2 separate regions of the Drosophila melanogaster genome follow, and region 1 is linked to region 2. A link is a contact called in public Hi-C data. All regions are on one chromosome and are shown on one strand. The core of a region is the stretch at or near the end of the contact, and the rest is flanking DNA. Distances in the headings are between cores, read along the strand shown. Region 1 holds the start of CG18135. Region 2 holds the start of ftz-f1 (ftz transcription factor 1).

The links. A called contact is a pair of places that touch in the nucleus more often than the background predicts.
Region 1: a Hi-C map of the Kc167 cell line shows a contact between it and region 2, with 5 times the contacts expected there. A contact is called at or near these places in 8 of 107 Hi-C or Micro-C datasets (the D17-c3 cell line, the Kc167 cell line, embryo and 3 more).

The regions. Positions count from the first base shown.
Region 1 is chr3L:18,995,916-19,000,722 of dm6, forward strand. CG18135 reads right to left here and starts at 2,368. Exons shown (of 2, transcript NM_176346.2): 1 at 2,086-2,368. The coding sequence starts at 2,097. CG3808 reads right to left here and starts at 4,693. Exons shown (of 4, transcript NM_140826.2): 1 at 4,384-4,693; 2 at 3,031-4,327; 3 at 2,593-2,936; 4 at 1,960-2,530. The coding sequence starts at 4,605. The coding sequence ends at 2,608.
Region 2 is chr3L:18,800,050-18,805,235 of dm6, forward strand. ftz-f1 (ftz transcription factor 1) reads right to left here and starts at 1,260. Exons shown (of 10, transcript NM_079419.3): 1 at 59-1,260. It overlaps CG14073, which reads right to left. Exons shown (of 6, transcript NM_140803.2): 3 at 3,975-5,186; 4 at 3,780-3,908; 5 at 3,014-3,681; 6 at 2,216-2,948. The coding sequence ends at 2,733. It overlaps lncRNA:CR45939 (long non-coding RNA:CR45939), which reads right to left and starts at 1,263. Exons shown (of 3, transcript NR_133270.1): 1 at 59-1,263.

The DNA.
Region 1 (4,807 bases), core at 1,118-3,617, 200 kb after region 2:
TTTGTTTTGGTTTTCAGTCCGGCGGTACAGTTGCGGCTGGGGCTTTTTCGAAATGTTGTTGGCCTCTACCGACGGGCAGCGACGAAACAAAAACAGAAAACAGCGAAACACACCAGATAATACAGAAAACATGAAGATTAATCGAATTAGCAATGCCCTCGATCGTCCAGAATCAGGACAGGAGAACAAAGCGGAATATGCGAAATTTAATCAACCGTCTAGGTGGTAATCAAAATGTTCCTAGGCTAACTGTTTATGAGTGGGCATAATTAAACGGCACTGGTTGATCCATTTAAAGTACCGATAAGGGAAAACAGAGTGCTTTGTCTGTAGAATAACTAGGAGAATATTAGCAAGGAATGTTGCTTTGGGCTAAATCAATAAAAAGAATATATAACTAGAAAATACAGTGCAATATACTAGCTGGTCGGATAAAATAATGTTTACTCATTGATTATCTTTTGCCATTATAAGTTTAAACATACTCAAACCCTTTTGCATACCAAAATTCACAAGTGAAACCCAATCCCCGGCCGAGTTACGTGAGGTCAGTCTTCAAATATACCCACATTCACAGGGTATCCCACTAAAACTCCCCATAAAATGTGCTGTGTAGTTGCGCTGCTCGGCGTAGCACGCAATCCAAAAGCTCGCAGCCTGAGCGCGGATGACAACAAGAGCACATTGGAGAACCCAAACCCCGGTCCATCCCCCACTATGCCACGAGGCCATTTGCTCCGCCGAGAAAACGTGTTGGTCGTGTGCAGCTGTCGGCGGCGATGGTGTTACGCACGTGAAGCGGTTTTCAGTCCGATGTGTGGGGCGTAGTCGTAGCCAGGCCCTCGCCGCAGCTTCTCGTCCACATCCACCAGCACATCGACATCCACATCCACAGACATGGCATCAGCCGAAAAGCTCTCTCCGGAAGACCGCCATATATCTCTCTCTAGGGGAACCGGTTTTCGTCGGTTGAAAATTTGCTGTTTTCCTCGCTGTTTGTTTACATCGCACAGTTAGTTGAGTGTTTGTTTGATAAGGCAAGAACTATTCAAGCTTTTCGGCTTCGGAAACAAAGCTCTCCGGTCAAGGTCTTGGGCTCCCTGTTCCGATCGTAATCGCATATTTTGGGTGTTGCTAGTTGTTGCTATATCTTGGCTTACACGAGGCCATAAATATAGCCGAATGAATAAACAAATTCAGCCGCATTTTATTCACTTTCCTGCCAATTTCTCCTTTTCTCTTGATTTATAATAGTTGCGGCGCACAATGTTTTCATATTTATTTATGTTGCTATATTTTGTACAATCAATTTGCCGAGTAGCCGAATCGCCCCACTGGCTCCAAAGTCCAATTTATTTGTTTTTCTTGTTTATTTCGTTAATGTTTACGAAAGCTTATTTTGGCTTTCCACTATAGTTATATGTATGTTTATGTGTGTGTACGTGTGCTATTAACACACCCCCTTCTAGGAAGTCGAGTCGCATAAAAATTCAGGGCTGTCGCGTCCCGATTTGTTTTTCTACATAGTATATTCAACATGATATCGGTCACGTTTGCTTGTTGTTCTCTTTTTCAAAACAATAATATTTTTTTGTTTTATTCTATAAGACTTTGCTTACGGCTACATCTGTTGTTTACATCATCCAACCACTTCTCGTTAAGAACATGTAATCGGAAAGGCGAAATAAGCGAATGCGATTGTTTACCTTAGATAAGATTTATATAAACACATTTTATTGAGCAATATCCGTGCGATCAGCCCCATACGTATTAACTATTAAGTTGGCCAATTTCATTACGGCACATCTCTGGCCTTAACTAGTTAATTGCACTTCTACGACTTTTTAAATATTCAACTTTATAAAAAAAAACAGCCATAACTCAAATTGCCTTAGTAAATTAATAAAACTTATCTTTAGACAAACAACGAAACAACTGAATTCGCGTCATACGCATGAAGTCATTTTCGAATCTTTTAATATGGTTGATAGATCAATATCAACGTCAACATCTTTTAAATACTACCCTTTCTACTTTTAACAATAGAACATATGTTTAGACTATGAAATAATCGTTAACTGGTACCTGGTCGGACATGATCAATGATCGTTGTCAGGGTCGTTGTTCATCAATTTGCCCTTGAGGGGGCGTTGGACTTGTAGCACCTCTCAGCTGTTTTTTCACGCGGTTTCTACACCTTTATGAGAACTTTATGAGCACCACACTTCCACCGGAGCAGCGATTCTTATCACGCACACAGGGGCCTCCAGAGGCCTGAATAACACTGATGGGGATGTCGGACTATGTCGAGTTGAACAGGGCTTTAAACTTAGTCTTTTGCTAAATAGGAAGTCGCTTCTGTCACTTTTTCCACTTCCTCCCCGTCGCACAGCGTAAATACAATTAAATCAATTTAAAACAATAAAAGTCGTAGAGCAGTCGCCACAAAGAGAGACAATGATAGAGGGCAGCATCGCGGCAGATAGGAGGTACTGAGACATATTGGGTGTCTCAGCGAATCGCAACTGACCTAAAAGATTATAGAAAGAGATTAAGCAAATGTGCAAGAGATTGCAGCGAAGTGAACTGTACCCGGCAACAAACACGTCACGTTACGGATGTGGTGTTCTCCTCGCTAACAGCTTCTTCGGTTGCCTCAGACTTTGACTGTGCAGCTCCCTCCGCTGGCGATGACTTCTCATCCGCCTTTGTTTTAGGTTCACGCTCGAACAGAATGACCAGCTCGGTGTGCATGGTGTGGGGAAACATGTCAACGGCCACAGCGGACTTTGGGTAGAATGGCTCCCCCTTGTATTGCTTAGACTCCGGTCTGGCCAGCTCGATGAAATTCCGCTTAGCACTGTGCGGATTGCAGGAGACGTAGACCAGACGATTGATGGCATCGGCTGATCGAATTGCGGCTATCGAGCGGTGGTCTGAAAAAAACAAATAAGAAATTTGGAAAGGTATAGCGCTTTGAACCTTAAAATAATTCAGCAAATTTATAATATTTAAGCAACGTAAACTTACGCAGTCCAGCCCTGGGGGGATCCACCACGGCAATAAGATCCAATGGTTTACCCGGCTCCTGATCGTAGAGAGCTTCGCGCACCATACTCTTGATGAAATCATCTGCATTTCCTGTAAAGAACTTTGCATTTTTAATGCCATTCGCTTCCGCATTAAACTCGGCATCCTTAATCGCATCAGGGACGATCTCCACGCCCATCACTTTCTTGCAGTGCTTGGCGAACGCAAGGGTAATGGTGCCAGTACCACAGCAAATATCCAACATAGTTGTGTCCTTAGTAGGAGCAACTAGATCAATGGCCTTTTGATACAACACGTTGGCTCCTTCTGTGTTGATTTGGAAAAAGGCCAGTGGGCTGATTCGAAACTGGAGACCCTGTATGGTATCGGTGATGTGGGTGCTGCCCGAAATGTGTTCCACCGGATTAATCGTCTGACCTGCTTCCCGATGCTTGACATCTTGGTAATACAGAGAGCTGCATTTGTACGGAGCATCATTTGCCAGATCTTCGTAGAAGGACTTCAGTTCTTGCTTAAGTTCAACTTGTTCGTCTTCACTTAAGTTCGAGGAGTATATGCCCGCCACCAGCATTAGTTCACCTGTGGCACTGGAGCACCGCACCATTAGCTGCCGGAAGTGGCCAATATTTCCGTCCGGATTGAAGGGCAAGAACTTGGACTTCCTCACCAAGTCCTGGAAACTGCGAGCAGCCCACTTGGCCTGCTCCGGTAGATGTGGCAAGTCTGCGACCTCGGCTACTTCCACAGATCCATCGCTGTAGCAGCCCAATCTGAAGCCCACAACCACTTCGCCTACGGAGTTCTTTCCCACGGTGAACTCGTTTTTATTTCTATACCCATTAACGGTGGGTGAGGGAAGCACCTCGTGGAATTGGAACTTATCCAAGTGGGGCTTTGCCCGCGGATTGACCTTCCGAAGTTCCTGGGTGTATTTCGCCAGAAGTGCCGACATTTCCTCGGATTTTTGTTTAATCTGCTGGTCGTAGGCAATGTGCGACAGAGGACACGTGGCTTCCACCGCCGTACGTTGTTTCTTGGGCTTTCTCTCCGACTCCTGTTCCTCGGCAGCTCGCTTTTTCTGTAGAGGATCGGCCGAGGCCTTGGCAACATGAGCCTTCAACACCTTTCCCTTCCATTTGTATCCATTCAGGATCTCCAAGGCCCTTTGTTGATCCTCCTGACTGCGGAAGCACACAAAGGCGAACTCTTTTCGAGTTGGAGCCTTGATTTTGGTCACGTCAAATTTGAGGGTGTTTCTCAAAAGCTTCTTAAACTCCTGCAAAGTTATAATGTTGTTATATTCATATAAAGGCTTAGATTTCAACTACCTACCCCAATACCGAAATATCCCATGTTCTTCACTTCAACTTTGAATATTTCCGAAGTGAATTCATTTCGCTCCAAGTAAGCATATTCCTCGCCGGCTTTTCCGGCTTCATCCTCACCATTTGCCAGCGTGGTTTCATCAGCTTTCACTACATTTTCCGAAATCTCTTCGGTCTCTATGCTATTAACCACTCCGTCAGCTGGTATTTCCGCATTGAAACACTCCATTTGCTTAAAAGAAGCCGATTTATTAAGGAAAATGAAATATAAACAGAAAGAAAACACGTGAAGATGCAACAGTGTGACCGTCCAGTCTAAAATGTATATAAACACCAGCGGCTATGCCGGTGGTGGGTGTCTTCGCTAAATAATATCAACATTTTCTAAAATACATAAAACTCTTCTACAGGCTCTCAAAAGATAACGGATA
Region 2 (5,186 bases), core at 10-2,509:
TTGGGGGGTAAAAGGTGAGCGAGAGGAAGTCGTGCAGCGGGGAGAATTGAGAATTTACCTTTCATGCAGCTGACGTCGTTGTTTTTCCTTTTGTAGTTCTGTGTGTTGCGCATGCGCCCGGTTCCATGAATTCCAAGACGAAGATCGCGGAAGAAGAAGAAGCGCTGGAAGCTGTCCGTCTCTCTCTTTCTCCGTCTCTTCCCCTCTCGCTTTTTATGTATACAAAAACCAGTTGGAAGCGAAAGCAAAAGTTCTATTATTATGTCTTGGTCTTCTTGCTGTTTCTGTTTTTGTAGCCGTAGCTGGTCTCCCTCTCTCTCGCTGTCTCTGTCTCGCTCTCAGTGTGGGAATTCGCATGTGTGGAGAACGGAACGCGAATTTATAATTCGCAAAACAAAGCTTGTGTGTGATTCATTTCGCCGATCGTAGTCGCTGTTGCCGTTGTTGTTGTTGTTGCTATTTCTCCCGATCGCATCTCTCGGCGTCTCGTTCTCTTTTGCTCTCGCTCTCCGAAAGCTCTTTCAGCATATTTCAGAACACGCACACACACGCGACGCCAAACGCATTTGGCAATTTATTTATATTTTTTTTTATTTATTTCTTTTATTTATTTTGCATTTATTGCCATTTACTCTTCCTCTATTCTCGGCGATTTCCTCTTCCCGATTTCGAACGCACACCAAGAACTTCTTGCACAATCGTCGCACGCGCGCAACAAGCGAAAGCTCTCAGAAACAACAACTATAAATTGCAATTCCTGCTACGCACACACTGACACGCTCGCACCGCACATACATATATACACACATGTACTGGGGTTCCACTGGGCACTCTGTGTTGTTGTTTTTCCGCTTGGCTTTTGCTAATTTTGCCTTGTTTTTGCTTCTGCTCCAATTCTATGACACAACGCTATCTTCCCACTTTGTGTTAATTTTTATACACAATTGCACACCAAAATTGGGGTTTGGTAAACGGATAGGCAATGACGGGGGCGCGGGCGACGATTGGAAACCAGAACACACTCCCGTTATGGACGCATCGGAAATATTAAATATATACGTATGTACACACACATAATTAACGCCAGAGCTGTTCTTCTTTTCGCTTTTGTTTACTTTCACTCTTACTTTCTTGGCTATCGCTCACTTTCAGCTATTGTTTATTCGCTGGCTTCACTTTTTCGGGAAAAACTATTCCGCACGCAAAAATTAGGTCTCGAGCGAAATTAGGTCGAACTCGAACGGGAACACAACACACAGTAAAAGTTTGTTGGCGTAGGTAGAAGAAGACCGAAAGCCCTCGCGCATACACGCACACACACATGCGCGGTCGGGATAGTGTTGGATCACCGGAGCGAAGAGCGGGGCCAAGGACAGAGAGGCAGCATTCTTGGCCTTTAAAAATCGTTTGAAGAACAAGGACGGCAATCATATGAAAACCGGAAAGCTTTCAGCTGAAAGCACTCACATGCACGCACACCCGCGTTTAGCGCACCGCTCGTGCGGCGAGCTTTTGAGAGCGACATCTGCCGGAACCTATCGCCAAGTTATCGATAGATCGTAAATTCAAAACTGTGGCGGTTTGTCAATGAAATATTACATAAATTTTAATAAGCAATAAAAAATACAATGAGATTATCTAGTTCAAATAATTGCAAATTTAAAAGGAAAAGAAGAAGACGAATTTAAATATTCACAAGATATAATTATACTTTTTCAAAAGAATGGGCCCTCTAAGTATATTTAAGTACTTATCTAAGACCTTACCTGTTCAGTCATCTATTATTATATATAAATAACCTTTTAAACCAATTTTGAAGAATCGTTTAATAAAAGCTTGGATCGATATTTGTTTTCAAATGCCAGGAGATTGTTAAAATTTTGAAGTGAAACCGCACTTTTAAATTGTCAAAATTTCACTTTGCATTTATTTTGTTTTTCATTATTAGTTTTTTTTTTTTTGTTAAATTTCTTCAGTTTTTTGTGGTTTCCTTTTATAGTTGCACAAAACTTACACACGTACATTACATAGAAAATTACAAACCTATCTGAAAATTGATTTACATTGTAGTTGGATCATATTGTGTATACATATACTTTATATATTATGTTAATAATTTCATTTAAAAATACATAATACATAAATACGCCTTTGTTGCTTCTTTAATATTATTACAATAATTATTATTTAGTTTATACTTTAGCTAGATTGTTTTGTTTTTTTAAAAACCATAGATTACACTTCATCCCTAGATTTATCTGTAAGTATATATCAATTTATTAGCTGATTGGCTGGCATACATTTTCCGTTCGTTTCCTCGTTTCTAACTGCCTTGCATTGTTTTCTTCTACTTTTATTGCATAATTGCAGCCAATCCCTAAAGATTCCAGATTTTCTCAATATTCTCGCTCTAAAATTTCCATTCATTTCCTTTTTCTTCGTTTTGAGTGTGTATAGCACCTTTGTATCACTTTGCATTAGCTCTAAATTTAATTTCCTTTATAAAATCCTTTATCTTCCAAAGACAAAGACGTGTGAGTAAAAACTAGTTACTAGCTAAAATATACATATGTATAGTATATAAATCTACTATTATATTCGTACTAATAGTTTTTCCATATTTGTTTGCACTTTACACTCTATGTTCAGTTAGTACTATGCTCATCCATTCATCATTATCTAATTTATATCTTTCTGGATCTTGCCCCGTCCAATCGCTAAAGATATCTCGGTTAAAATTTCATTAAAATGGTCTTAACGCCCAACAAGTTCCGTACACTGTCGTTGTATTTGATGAGCACAACCTTCGACGAACTGAACATGTTCAGCTTTTCACCGGCGCACAACAGCTGCAGGCAGGTGGCTTTCTCCAGGAAATCATCTATCTTGAACTCCCGTAGCAGGTGCTTCTGACTGCTGGCCAAGGCATTGCTGTTGTTCGGACAGAGCTAAAAAAAAAATAACAAGATTTTGTTATAAGTTCATTTAAATATCGCATCTAAATGGCACATACCTTGTTAAGCAACGTATCCTTCGATTTAACTTTAAGTAAATTGCACAAATCATTGAGTAGTACCCATTTATCACTGCCCTCGTCTTTGAGCAAGTACAGTGGTGGCAAGGGCACATCGGCCTCTTCAAATTCAAAAATATCACCATTCAATTCACTATCCATTGTCTCGATGTCCGTCTGATCCTCGTCTAGCCTAGTGCTACTATTCGTATTTGCTTTCGCATTCGTTTCCGTTTCCGCTTCTGTTTCAGCTTCAGCTTCCACTTCCTTCTTCACTTCATTCTTGACATTCACAACGCTTGTTACTAAATTATTTTCCACATTAGCATTCAGCTCCTCGTTGTTCTTATTGTTATTGCTATCCTCGTCGGTTCCCAGTTCCAATTTAACCATCGTTGTTGCCGTCGTCGTAGTCGCCGATCCAGTCTTTGTTGCACTCGTCTCCCCGTTCTGCTTGATCGTTGTTGTCACCCGATCCTGGTCCAAATCCTCGGGCTTCTGCTCCTCCTTTTTTTCCGCTAACAGACCATTCAAGTTGCTGGTCCTGTCACTGTTGCTGCTCATCCTCTGCTGCTTGGCCTCCTTCCTTTCTTTACGTAGAGCTCTGCTCATATCACAAGCTGTATTCGGTACATTACTGAATATATCATAACCATACTCCTTAGCATCTGGAAGAGATTAATGCATGGTTTAGTTCAAATTCATTCATATTTTAGTTTTATCCTTAATTGTATGCAATGGCAAAGAACTATTTGCTTCCACTCACCAAATATCTCCCAAGGCCCATTGAATCGCATTGGCTTGATGTCAGCGGCGGCACTTTGTGCATCGCTGAGATGAGCGCGCAGAATGCCTCGCATCAACTTGCTTGAAGCTAACATTAGCGGGGTTTGACCTAAAAACAAAAGGGTACAATTGTTACAATCCCTTCGAAATGCAAAGTTAAACATCCAACACCAACCTGAGTACGTTGCCAGCAACGGATCGGCTCCATAGGAGAGCAACAGTCGCACCACCTCCTCGTGATCGTTTTCGATGGCTCCGTGCAATGGCCTAATTCCAGATTGAGCCGCCTCCGAATGATTCGCGCCGTATTGAAGTAGAATCCTGGCAATCTCCAGCCATCCCTGGGTGCACGCCTCGTGGAGTGGAGTGTAGCCGGCGTTATCCTTTTGGTCAGGATTCATATTCATACGATCCAAGCAGTAGACCACCACATCGATTAGGCCCTGGCGAGCAGCCTTGTGCATGGTACTCTGACCAACTCCTTTGTTGAGCACCCACTTTTGGATCTCACGACAGACATCCATTTCCGTTTTCACCTTTGGAGGCAAATGGGAACTGCCAGCGATGGTGCTATCCGTATCCTCCAAGCGCTCATCCGCCGCACTCTGATTGTGTTCCAAAATGTGTTGTGTTATCTGACTGGAGACTTGGCTCTGACTCTGATTTTGCGTGTGGTTCTGCGTCTGAGTCGGAGCTGGTCTCTTCTTCTTTCGTATATAGTCAAATCCCGAGCTGCCTTTCCTACAACGATACTTCCTCTTGTGCGGACACTGCGGAGCCGTGACCGACTTGTCCTCCATGAGAGATCTCCTGGCCAATTTGCTATCATTCGCGCTGGCAATGCTGTTCATTTGCTGCAGGAACTCCTCGTACTTCTGGTAACTAATGGCATCTCCTCCATCTGCCTCCTGGACGCATTCTGGCGGAGCCGACGCCGGACGTTCCGGGCCGACGAAAATTTCACGGATGATCTCCCTGTGCTTTTGCAACTTGGTTTCTGTACGGGTTTTGCTCTGCAGCACTTTGGTGTCGAAAATGCTAAAGTGCCGCTTGCTCATATCGTCTAGGGATTGGTTTTCAGTTGGGTTATCCTGCTGGGATTGCTCGTACAGTGAAGTAGAAGCGGAAGTTTGCGAGGTTTCACTGTGGATCTGAAGATTGGTGGAAGCTGGAGCAGAGACTGAGATCTTCCTTTGAGTGCCAGCCGTACTGCCATTGGTTACCCTCAAGTGGAGAACATCGATTATGGACTTCGGCGTGAAATCCTGCTTGCTGGCAGCTTTGGTCTTCGGTCTGTTTCTCTTGAAACAGGCCAGCTCCTGGCTGAGATCACGGCGCTCCAAGTCCGGTAGCGAGGAAGCCACTTTGTTAAGCTTATTAATCGAGA